Regions from separate parts of the Gossypium hirsutum genome. Here all the other regions are linked to region 3. Evidence: chromatin contacts called from public Hi-C data. All regions are on one chromosome and are shown on one strand. The core of a region is the stretch at or near the end of the contact, and the rest is flanking DNA. Distances in the headings are between cores, read along the strand shown.

What was found. A called contact is a pair of places that touch in the nucleus more often than the background predicts.
Region 1: a Hi-C map of leaf shows a contact between it and region 3, with 1.8 times the contacts expected there. The contact joins the promoter of LOC107962909 here to the promoter of LOC107901666 in region 3. A contact is called at or near these places in 2 of 34 Hi-C or Micro-C datasets (both in leaf).
Region 2: a Hi-C map of leaf shows a contact between it and region 3, with 3 times the contacts expected there. The contact joins the promoter of LOC121218328 here to the promoter of LOC107901666 in region 3. A contact is called at or near these places in 8 of 34 Hi-C or Micro-C datasets (callus and leaf).

Annotation. Positions count from the first base shown.
Region 1 is chrD06:23,911,457-23,914,840 of Gossypium_hirsutum_v2.1, forward strand. It overlaps LOC107962909 (protein MEMO1), which reads right to left and starts at 1,616. Exons shown (of 8, transcript XM_041095410.1): 1 at 1,066-1,616; 2 at 355-439; 3 at 111-179. The coding sequence starts at 1,117.
Region 2 is chrD06:23,983,140-23,986,676 of Gossypium_hirsutum_v2.1, forward strand. LOC121218328 reads left to right here and starts at 2,249. Exons shown (of 1, transcript XM_041095417.1): 1 at 2,249-3,123. The coding sequence starts at 2,429. The coding sequence ends at 2,932. It overlaps LOC107962911 (neurochondrin), which reads right to left and starts at 589. Exons shown (of 19, transcript XM_041095415.1): 1 at 473-589; 2 at 158-371; 3 at 1-64. The coding sequence starts at 475.
Region 3 is chrD06:24,399,436-24,402,568 of Gossypium_hirsutum_v2.1, forward strand. It overlaps LOC107901666, which reads left to right and starts at 1,299. Exons shown (of 1, transcript XM_016827754.2): 1 at 1,299-2,811. The coding sequence starts at 1,396. The coding sequence ends at 2,475.

The DNA.
Region 1 (3,384 bases), core at 366-2,865, 490 kb before region 3:
TTGGCTCAAAACTGGAAGTAATGATAAAAGAAAAATGAATGAGGATATTTCCTGAGAATTGAAATACATTCTAGCAATTTAAAGAGGAGAAATATAATAAAAAGACGCACATGTTTGTCGGGTCAATGTTTCCAAAAGCATACGCAGCAGCACGACCTGAATATGAATAGCCGGCATGCCTGAATTCCCAAGCCACCGTTTCAAACAAAACCAACACAACATATTAGAATATACATACATACATACATACATACATACATACATACATACATACATACATACATACATAAATATATACATACATATTCTAATGTTAGAACAGGAACACACGATGAGGTGAAGCAACAAACTTACGGAGCAATTACGCCTCTTACATCAGAAGATTTAGGCAAGCCAGCCGCCCTGATCCATCCATCAAGCTCTTCCGATAACTTGTTCGCTGAAAAAAAGAATGTATATATATACACACATATACTAATATGGGAATCGGCAAGGTAACAGTTTAAGAACTAAACAATATTAGCATAGCGAAGAAAAAGGTTCAAACATACTCCACGTCCCTGTACCTTTTGTACATTTGAAATTTAGTCCTACTACTTTCATTGAACTTAGAAAAATGAAAGGAGTTAATAGTTGGACCTAAAATTTGAAATATGAAAAGTAAAAGATAATTAAAAGATTTCGGTTTTTGTTTTTACAAGTTATGGAGAATGAATTACCCAAATCCTTTCAAACACAAGTCGAAATTATTAATCTTTTCAACTTCAGAAGAGCAGTGCAGTAAATAATATCCTAATGTAACACTTAAAATTATTAAAATTTTTCATCTCTTAAAGCTTTATTTAATTTATGTTCCATAAATAACACTACGAAATTACTTAGCTCAGCTCCTATTTTTCCCTTTTAAAAAAAAAATCTCTCGAATTAAACGATATTTTTGCTACGATTTCATCATTCGTAGAAAAAGATGAGCAAAATCCAGAACCGAAATTAGATTATGAAAATCGATAGGGTTTCGAAGGAAGCAAAGAGAAGATAAGTAAAGCGCGCTGTAAAAGGACTTACGGTTATCAGTGTACCAAGATCCTGCATGCGAAGCTCTTCTGATTTTCTCCATTGAGAATCGGACCAAAGCCCTAATTTTTTTAAAAAAGAAATTATTTTTGCCGACGGAATTGGATTTTAGATTCAGATAATATATTAGCAATGAAAAAAGAAAAGAAAAAAATAAATTAAAATAGGACTCTGTTTATAGATTAACTGAATCTATCTGTAGTGGAAGCTTTGCGAAGTGTGATGTGGAAGAGACGTGATTTTAAGAATTTAGTTAAGGGTAAATTCTAGATTTAGTCACTTATGTATATTTTAAATTACGTTTTGATTATCGAACTTTAAAAAATTACGATATAATCACTAAAATAAAAAAGAAAACTACTTCTATAATCAACAAGCGAGAAATCTCCAAAGAGAAAAAACTTAAAAGAGTTATATTGAATGAATCAAAATAATGAAGGGTGTGTTTAATGAATAATGAAAATATCTTTATATAAATTAACGAAGTAATTCCAGTTGAACAAAATAACTAACAAATATACAACTTTCAAACAATTAGAAATATTCAAAATGTTTTAAATTTCGAAATAAATAAAGAAGAAAAACATAAAACTTAATAAATAAAATATTTTATATATATTCAAAATTAAGTCTTAAAATCAAATGCAATATGATTTAAACTCGGATTAAAATGTGAAACTTGTAATTTCTCATAATAATCCTATCCAGAAAATTTACTTTGTAACTTTCAATAAAATAATCATAACTTGAGCCCCCAACTCAAAATCAGGTGATTAAAAGAGCATTTTGAAGCTAAGAGTTAGCTCTATCATCAGTCAGAAGACATCTCGACCCAGAAATGTCTAAATCCCATCCAAAAATGCATTGCAAGTTAACTGATTTTTTAGACTTGAAAATTGGTTAATTTGGTAAACATAATTTAATAAATTTCACCCTATCCGTGCATGTATAAAGAGGATAATGACTCATTGACCAAAATGCAATAAATCAATAACGTTAGTGATCATATCTAGTATTCAAGGTTGGCTTCAAAATTCAAATTGGTGCCTTAGTTTTTTCAATTTGATACTTGGATTTTTTTGTCCCAATTAAGCACCTAAGTTTGAGTTCAATGCATTTGATACTTGAGTTTTTTTTATCTCAATTAAGGGTTTATGTTTTTTTACTAGCGCTCCCGTGTCAAATATTCTTTGGGACTCATAATGTTATTTAACGTGTCATAATGTTCTATTGATGCCGATGCTAAAGCTTTTGTTCTATTAATAGAGCTTGTTCTTCACCATCTATGACGAGTGTCTGTTATTATTTTCTCTCTGAATTGTATGTTTCAATGAATTAATAAATTTACCTTTTAAAAAAAAACCTCAAAAGTTTAAAAAACATTAAATATCAAATTAAAGAACAAATGGTATATTAACCTTTTAAAGTATGTCTAATTATGTTGCCTGTTTCTATATTTACATAATTGAAATTTAGACTTGCGCTAGACGTGAACAAGGACCTTTCTATTTTCGGACTAAGGCAGTAAATAAAAAAAATTAAAATATGTTATAAAATCAATAGACAAATAGTAAAGAACAAAGAAAATATGGGTAGCAATAGAGAATGTATTTTATTTATCAATGAGGATATTTATAAAATTTCTCTAAAATTGTTATTTATAGGCATAAGAAATATAAATGAAGTAGAGATCTACTTCTAATGACTATTTAGAATTTAAAGTATATCAAAATTTATCTTGATCTTGATGGATATCCATTTAATAAGATATTTATAATGCTCCCCATTAGTAGATAATATGCATCATTAAAACATTACTAAGATAAAAAACCCAGTGAGAAAAAACTACTAGTGAAGGAAAAAGAATACACATATATATAATACGCATAATATGTTGCCTCATTAAAAACTTTACCAGAAAATCCGAATGGGACAAAACATCGGTTAAGGGAAAAAGAATACAGCGCGTATTTACTCCCCTCATGAAAACATCACATACTTTCTCATATTCTATATATTCAATCTTGAATACTAGTTTTTCAAATGACTATTTGAATGTATTTGTTAAACATTTATATCACTATTCTTTTGAAAGTCATGAGTGGGGGAAAATTTGGGGAAAATATATTTTGATCTTTTCAGGAGTTTCAATAATAATCATAGCAAATTTTAATCGTGATTCTTCTATAAAAACACAAATAGGTATTTTGAACCATTTTATAAGCCTCATTCAATTACTATTTATCACATATATTCAAATTATTTCAATTCATATAAATGAATAATTGCCCGAGAATTTCAATATGCTTC
Region 2 (3,537 bases), core at 999-3,498, 420 kb before region 3:
GACAGCTGCAAATACGCATCCCGGTTTTCACCACTACCACTGCTCACTACACCTTTACCCAACCCTTTTTTTAAACCAAAAAAAAAACTATATTTAAGCATTAAAAAAAAGAATTGCAAAATCATATTTAAAAAAAAAAAAGAGTATGAATTAATACCAGTCCTTGAGAGACGGTCCAAGAAATGAGGTCCAACGGCGTCGTAGATAGCCCTAAGGGAAACGAGATCGTCGCTTTTGCAGAATTTGGTGACGAGAAGCAAGCCAGCGAGGCGTTGCTCGTCTCGCTCGCCTTTTAGTAACTTCAAGCAATCTTGAAGAGATACTGATTGTGATTGTTCTTCTTCCTGCTGCTGCAGCAATTGTGGCTCCTCCTATCAAAAAAAAAGAAAGAACAAACATTATACATATGGCAGATAGAATGGAGAGAGCTGAAGGAATTAGTGTAAGAAAGAAAGGAAGAGGGGAGGTTTACCATGGAAGCTAAGGAAGGATGGCAGTGCAGAGATTTTGGGTGGGTTTTGGTTCCTTTGTTATGATTGACTTGACCCTAGTGGAAATATGTTTGAGGGAGTGTCCAGAGGCGTCTAGTATTGGGCCTAATTAATGGACCAGAAAAGAAAATCCGATTATTGGAATTTACAGGATTTAATTTAATTTGTTCTGAGAAAACAAACAGCTTGGATTTCAACTCACCCTAATTTCAATTTTAATATGAAATTATTCAATTAACTTGGATAAATTTTCAATTAAAATAAGTTGAAAACGGAAATGAAGCAGGAAACATAAAAATTAGATGAAATTGAAAGCAAGCAAAAAATCATTTTGTTCTTTACAATTGGGATATTAGGACCATCTACTGAGTCAACCTAATTTGGGATAAAAACCCAAAATCATCACCGGGGTCTTAATCCGTTGATTACTTCCTACTTACAATGTTTTGCAATAATACATTCAACACATGGCTGAGCTCATTAGTTCCATTCACGAAATGAATATTCTCCAGATATTATATATATATATATTAGAAGGAAGTTCATTAATTTATTCTATGAATGGGACTATACAATTCGAAGAAAAAAAAATATTCATCATAGGCAGTGAAAGACGAGCTCTATCAGCACAATAAATACTTCAGCATCAATAAAACATTATGGTATATTGACAATTGACTTTGTAACAACTTAAGCACAATATATCTAGAGTGATTGCAATTACTTAATGTAATAAGAAAATCAGCCCCGAATAGTCCAAAGCAATAGGTGTATGCTTTTTTGAAAAACATGCAAAATCATCCCTAAAATCACTTACAAAAACAAGACTAAATCCATAAATAAGACTTTATACACAAGCAACACCAAAAAAGAGTTACAAGAGCAGAAAAAAAAAACTTCAAAAAAACGAAAACTTACTAAACAATATAAAACAAATAAAAAAACATATAAAACTTAAAAGACACTATAGGTTATTCTGAAATACTCTAAAAAAAGAAACAGATTAAGAAGTTGATGGCAAAGAAATTGCTGGTGGATAGTGGAGTTTCAGCAACGATAAACACCATCATCTATTCATCACTATTTGTAAAGATGGCAAAAAATACTCGCAAAATATATCTGCAAATTAAAAAGAGAGAAAACTCACCGAATGAATGAAAAAAAAATAAAAAAAATTGTGAGAGGGAGAAAAAGGCGTGCGCTAGACAAAACAAAACAAAAAAAAGAAATAAAAGAAGAAAAAGATCTATATATTAATTTCTAAATTATTCATAAATATCTCTAACCTAAAATGTCTACCTTATTACATTTTCTCCTAATTATATTTCTATAATAGAACATGTAAATGATAAATTTAATATTAAATTAATTATTCAGTTGATGCAAACAAACAAACCATATAATACACAAAACCAATGATTTGCAGCAACAGTTGGATATTCGATTTCCTTCTAGCAAGGTCTCCAGTTCATATATTTTAATTGAAATCTAAGATGATTTTTGAAAGAAAAACATAGTAGGTGAGTGGTTGGTATAAACGTTTCAAAAACTATATTAACTGTCAAACTAGTCATGGATTCAATAATAATAAAATAAACAATAAAAACATTATAAATCGGTTGAATTACTTTTAATCTCATATTTTGTTTTTTTATTGAATAAATTTATTTATTTTTGTATGTAAATGGATTTTTGATCCAAAAAATCCATCCATCACTATAGTCTGATTCCAAAAAGCAAATTAAGGATGTTATGAGAAAGAATACAAATTTATTTAAAGTCATCCCAACAGCAAGAAATTAATTGACATAAGGACAAATTAAAATAAAGATTAGGCTCTGGCCCCTTTTAACGGTCAAGTAGCAGCTGGATCCGCATTGGCTTAAAAGCAAGTGAGCTGTAAATTGGACGGCAAATGCCGGTTTTTGTGGCTTTGGATGTTTCTTTTTATAATCCCTGCATTCCTCTTTGCTCTCAAAAATCATCCTCCCATGGCCGCCGCACCACAAGAAAAACCAACCCACGCCAAAGAAACCTGGCCATTAAGAAACGACGGAAACGAAGACTACTCCCAAGATTTCGAAGACCCGGATTCGTCCTTCGGCTGCGGTTGTTTCCGGGGACTTTTCCGGTGGCGGTTCCGGCTCCAAGGGCAGGGGTACTTGCTGCAACAAGAAGAGGCAAAAGAAAGCTGGTTGAAGAGGAAAGCCAAGGAACTGAAAGAGGTATCGGAGGTATTGGCAGGGCCCAAGTGGAAGAATTTCATACGAAGGTTCAGCGTTTATGGAGCCAACAAAAAAAGGAGGTCGACGATGAAGATGCAGTATGATATTCAGAGCTATGAACTCAATTTCGATGAAGGGATCCATAGAGAAGCTGATGCTGCTTTCCTTGATTTCTCTGCTAGATTTGCAGCTCCATGTGGGATCAACAAAGGGTAGAGAGAGAGAGGTTGGGGGCTTAAATTTAATATAATTTTTTTGAGGGGGTCAAAAAGAAATTTTACCATTACATTGGTTTATAAGTTTATTTGCCCTGAATTGTTGAGTAAGACCATTCTTTTTGTACATTGTTCATAATCGTCATATGAATGATAAATGTTAATGAAAATCGGTTTGTTTGGGTGTAGTTACTTGTTTGGCATAATTACAATCTTACCTCCTATTCTTTTATCACTTTGGTTTTTAACCCCTTTTTTCTCTTTTAAAATTACTTTATTCCTCGATCTTCAATCGTCAGTTATATTACTTTTTGTTAAAACAAAACTCACTGGACTATTAAAAACTTAAACGGTGTTGACATGGTATCTTGTGTATACCGTATTACAATTTATGTTTACTTTATTGTTGATGTAGATGGTTCTTTTAAAATTTTTATGAAGTTTTATTAAGTATGCGTGAACTGTCATGTAAGTTACTACATGCCTCATTAAAATTTTACGAGTTCAATCAATTTTTTCTTATAAAAGAAGGGATAAAATGCAAAATTACAAATGAACTTTGGTTCAACGTACATTATTATATGTGGACTTCTATTTTGTGTAATT
Region 3 (3,133 bases), core at 49-2,548:
ACATTGTTGTATAACTTTTAAAGGTAAAAACTAAAAAGAAAAGATAAAAGAGAAGAAAGAGTCAACTAAAAGCTTCTATAAAATCTTCAAAAACCTCAAAACTAATATTTTTAAAATATTCATTTTTACAATATTCATTTTAAATTATATCAAACAAGATATGATGTGACATCTAATAGTAAAATTAGCGATATAATGGAAGAACCTAATTTACATAACCTCGATAATGGGATGTTTGATGCAATTATCAAGTTTAAAAATAAACGTCAAATGGATAATACTATTAATTGACCTTTATTAAATTTAAATTTTTTTTAACATTGAAACTTTAAATAAGATATTTGAATATTAAAATATCAAATATTTAAAATTAAAAGAAATTCATCATGTATTGAGAAAGCAACTAAATAATTGAATTCAGAGTAATTGGACCATCAAATTACATTCTTCCGTTCTTAGATAAATGGGTGAGAATAGAAAATTACACGGATAGTTAATCATGATGACTTTTAATTTTTTTTTTAAAATTTACATTAAAATATAATTAACCAAATCCAATATAATTCATGGTAATTATTGAAGAGAAATCCAAATCTTGTAATTACAATATCATACCATCCATTTTAGTTGTTAGTTTTGGTCACGTGATGAACACTTTGGTTGATGGATTAAAAACGTGTTGTAATTAAAGTAGGTTCATCCGTTTTACTTTTAAAAGGTAAAAATGGTCCTCTTTTAAATAAATCAAATTGCATATAATGATTTTGAGTTTTCGCTTATACAACCCTAAATGAGCATGCAAATGTAAAGCAAGTCTAATTTGAGCTTACTCAACCCCTTTTTTAAATATCATTTTAGATTTTCTTAGATTTTATATATATTTTTAAAGGTGGACAAAAAGAAAATTCAGAAATCAAATTGAGAGAAGATGCCAAGATCAAAGGCTGCATCTCATTTTCAAGTATTTTAAGAGTAACAATGGACTAAAAACCGAAATATATTTAGACGTTTGAATAAATAAATATGGTAAGACTTAAACTTAAAAATATAACCTATAATCAATCTAAACTCATACAAATCCAACTTAATTTAATCTTATAAATAATCCGAGGTTTAAAAAATGGGTTGAAATTGGATCTAGAATTATCTTTAAATAATACTTAATAGAAAGAAATTTGGTATGATAACTAAAGGTTTTGTGCCTTGTAGTATTATTTTAACTCATTAATCCGGCTTTGTGATTAAACCATTAAAGTTATTTTTATTTAATGATAAAAAAGTCATTAGATTGTCAGGTAGGAAATGTAAAGTCTCCTTCTTTGTCCATCCCCAATCCCCATATATAGCTTCCATAAAAAGGCCCCCTTCAAATTCGCACACAAACAAAATTAAATAATGTCCCCCCAACGCTACCGCCATTTTCCGCCCTTCCCTTCTTGCTTCCGCCCTTCCGCCGCCGCAGACAACCGCCATATGCCGTCGCCACAATCCGCCGCTAAAACTAGCCTCGCTACAAGTCTCTACGACACAAATATAGGCCTTTTTTCCTTAACCTGGTCCCGCACCTTCCTTGGCCACTCCCTCCACCTCCACCACCACCACCATCACCACCACCTTCCCTCTTCTCCTCTCTCCGTCCTTTCATCCTCTGCCCTCCATTTTCATCTCAATATCAAATCCTTTGCTTTTTGGAAGAAAAAAGGTTGTAAAAACGTCAGCAGCGCCACTGTCCCTAATGTGAAAATTTTCTGGGACCTTTCAAGGGCAAAGTTCGGATCCGGACCTGAACCCGACTCTGGGTTCTTCGTTGCCGTCGTTGTCGACGGTGAAATGACGCTTCTCGTCGGCGATGCTACCAAGGAAGCTTATACTCGAACTAGAGCTCAAAACCCTGGGAGTAGAGGCAGCCAAACTCTTGTTTTGAGAAAAGAGCACGTGTTGGGGAGCAGAGTTTACAACACAAAAGCCAGATTCGGAGGCAAATTAAGGGATATCTCGATCGATTGTAGGGTAAACGAGGATGCAAGGCTGTGCTTGAGCGTGGATAACAAAAGGGTATTGCAAATAAAGCGGCTTAAATGGAAATTTAGAGGGAATGAGAGGATTGAAGTGGATGGGGTATGGATAGGAGTCTCGTGGGATGTCTACAGCTGGTTGTCCGATAAAGATGGCAACAATGGGCGTCCAGCCGTTTTCATCTTCAAGTTCGAGAACCAAGGCACTGAAACCATGGAGGATCCTTTCAAGGAGGGTGTGGTTTTGGGGCAGCAAAGTCCGTGTAGTGATGGGATTGAATGGAAGAAGAAAAGGAGAAGCTTGTTGAGGAGTGCTAGGAGTTCTTCGTCTTCCTCCATTTCGATGTCTTCGGCTTCTTCGGGGTGCAGCTCTTCGGTAATGGAGTGGGAAAGCGTTGAGGAGAGTGAGTTATGTGCTCCCATGGGCTTCTCTTTGCTTGTTTATGCCTGGAGAAACTGAAAAGATTGTGCCTTTTTTTTGTGTGTGTTCATAACATTATTAGTCTCTATTTATCACTAACCCCATTTGTTTTTAGAACTTAGCACAGTAAGTAAATTATAATTGTAGAGATCCATGACTCAACCTTTTACCAATTTAGTAGCTACATTCGATCCCGATTGAATTGAATTCCAAAAGATTTGTGCGTAAGAGACCTCGCATACCTTATCACTCATTACTCCACCCAACAAGATGGTTGTATTTTGCTAGTTTCTTTTTAGTTGTAAATTTGAGCCCTTTGGTTGTAGTCTCAGGAACCATACGCGGAGATTTAATGAGCAGAAGAAAAATTTTGCTTGATTTTGCCTTTTTCGTTGGCATGAAATTGTTCCTTGTTTGATTTTACCAACCGACTTGGTGGAGTGCTCGACTTTTAATCAGGGAGAGAGGTCGAGAAATTAAAAGAATTTGGAGGTCAAGGTTAAAAAAAAATTATGTTAAAGTGGTCTAAAATTGAATGAATAGTTCTTTGGAGTGATCAAATATGCAATTTCTGATAAGCTGAAAAGGATTAAAATTAAATTTTAAATTTGTAAGGACAAAAAAGGAAATCATCCCATTTATCTAGGGGAGGACTTTGTCCCTGCTTCTAATTCTAGTGATCAGGGATTAAACACAG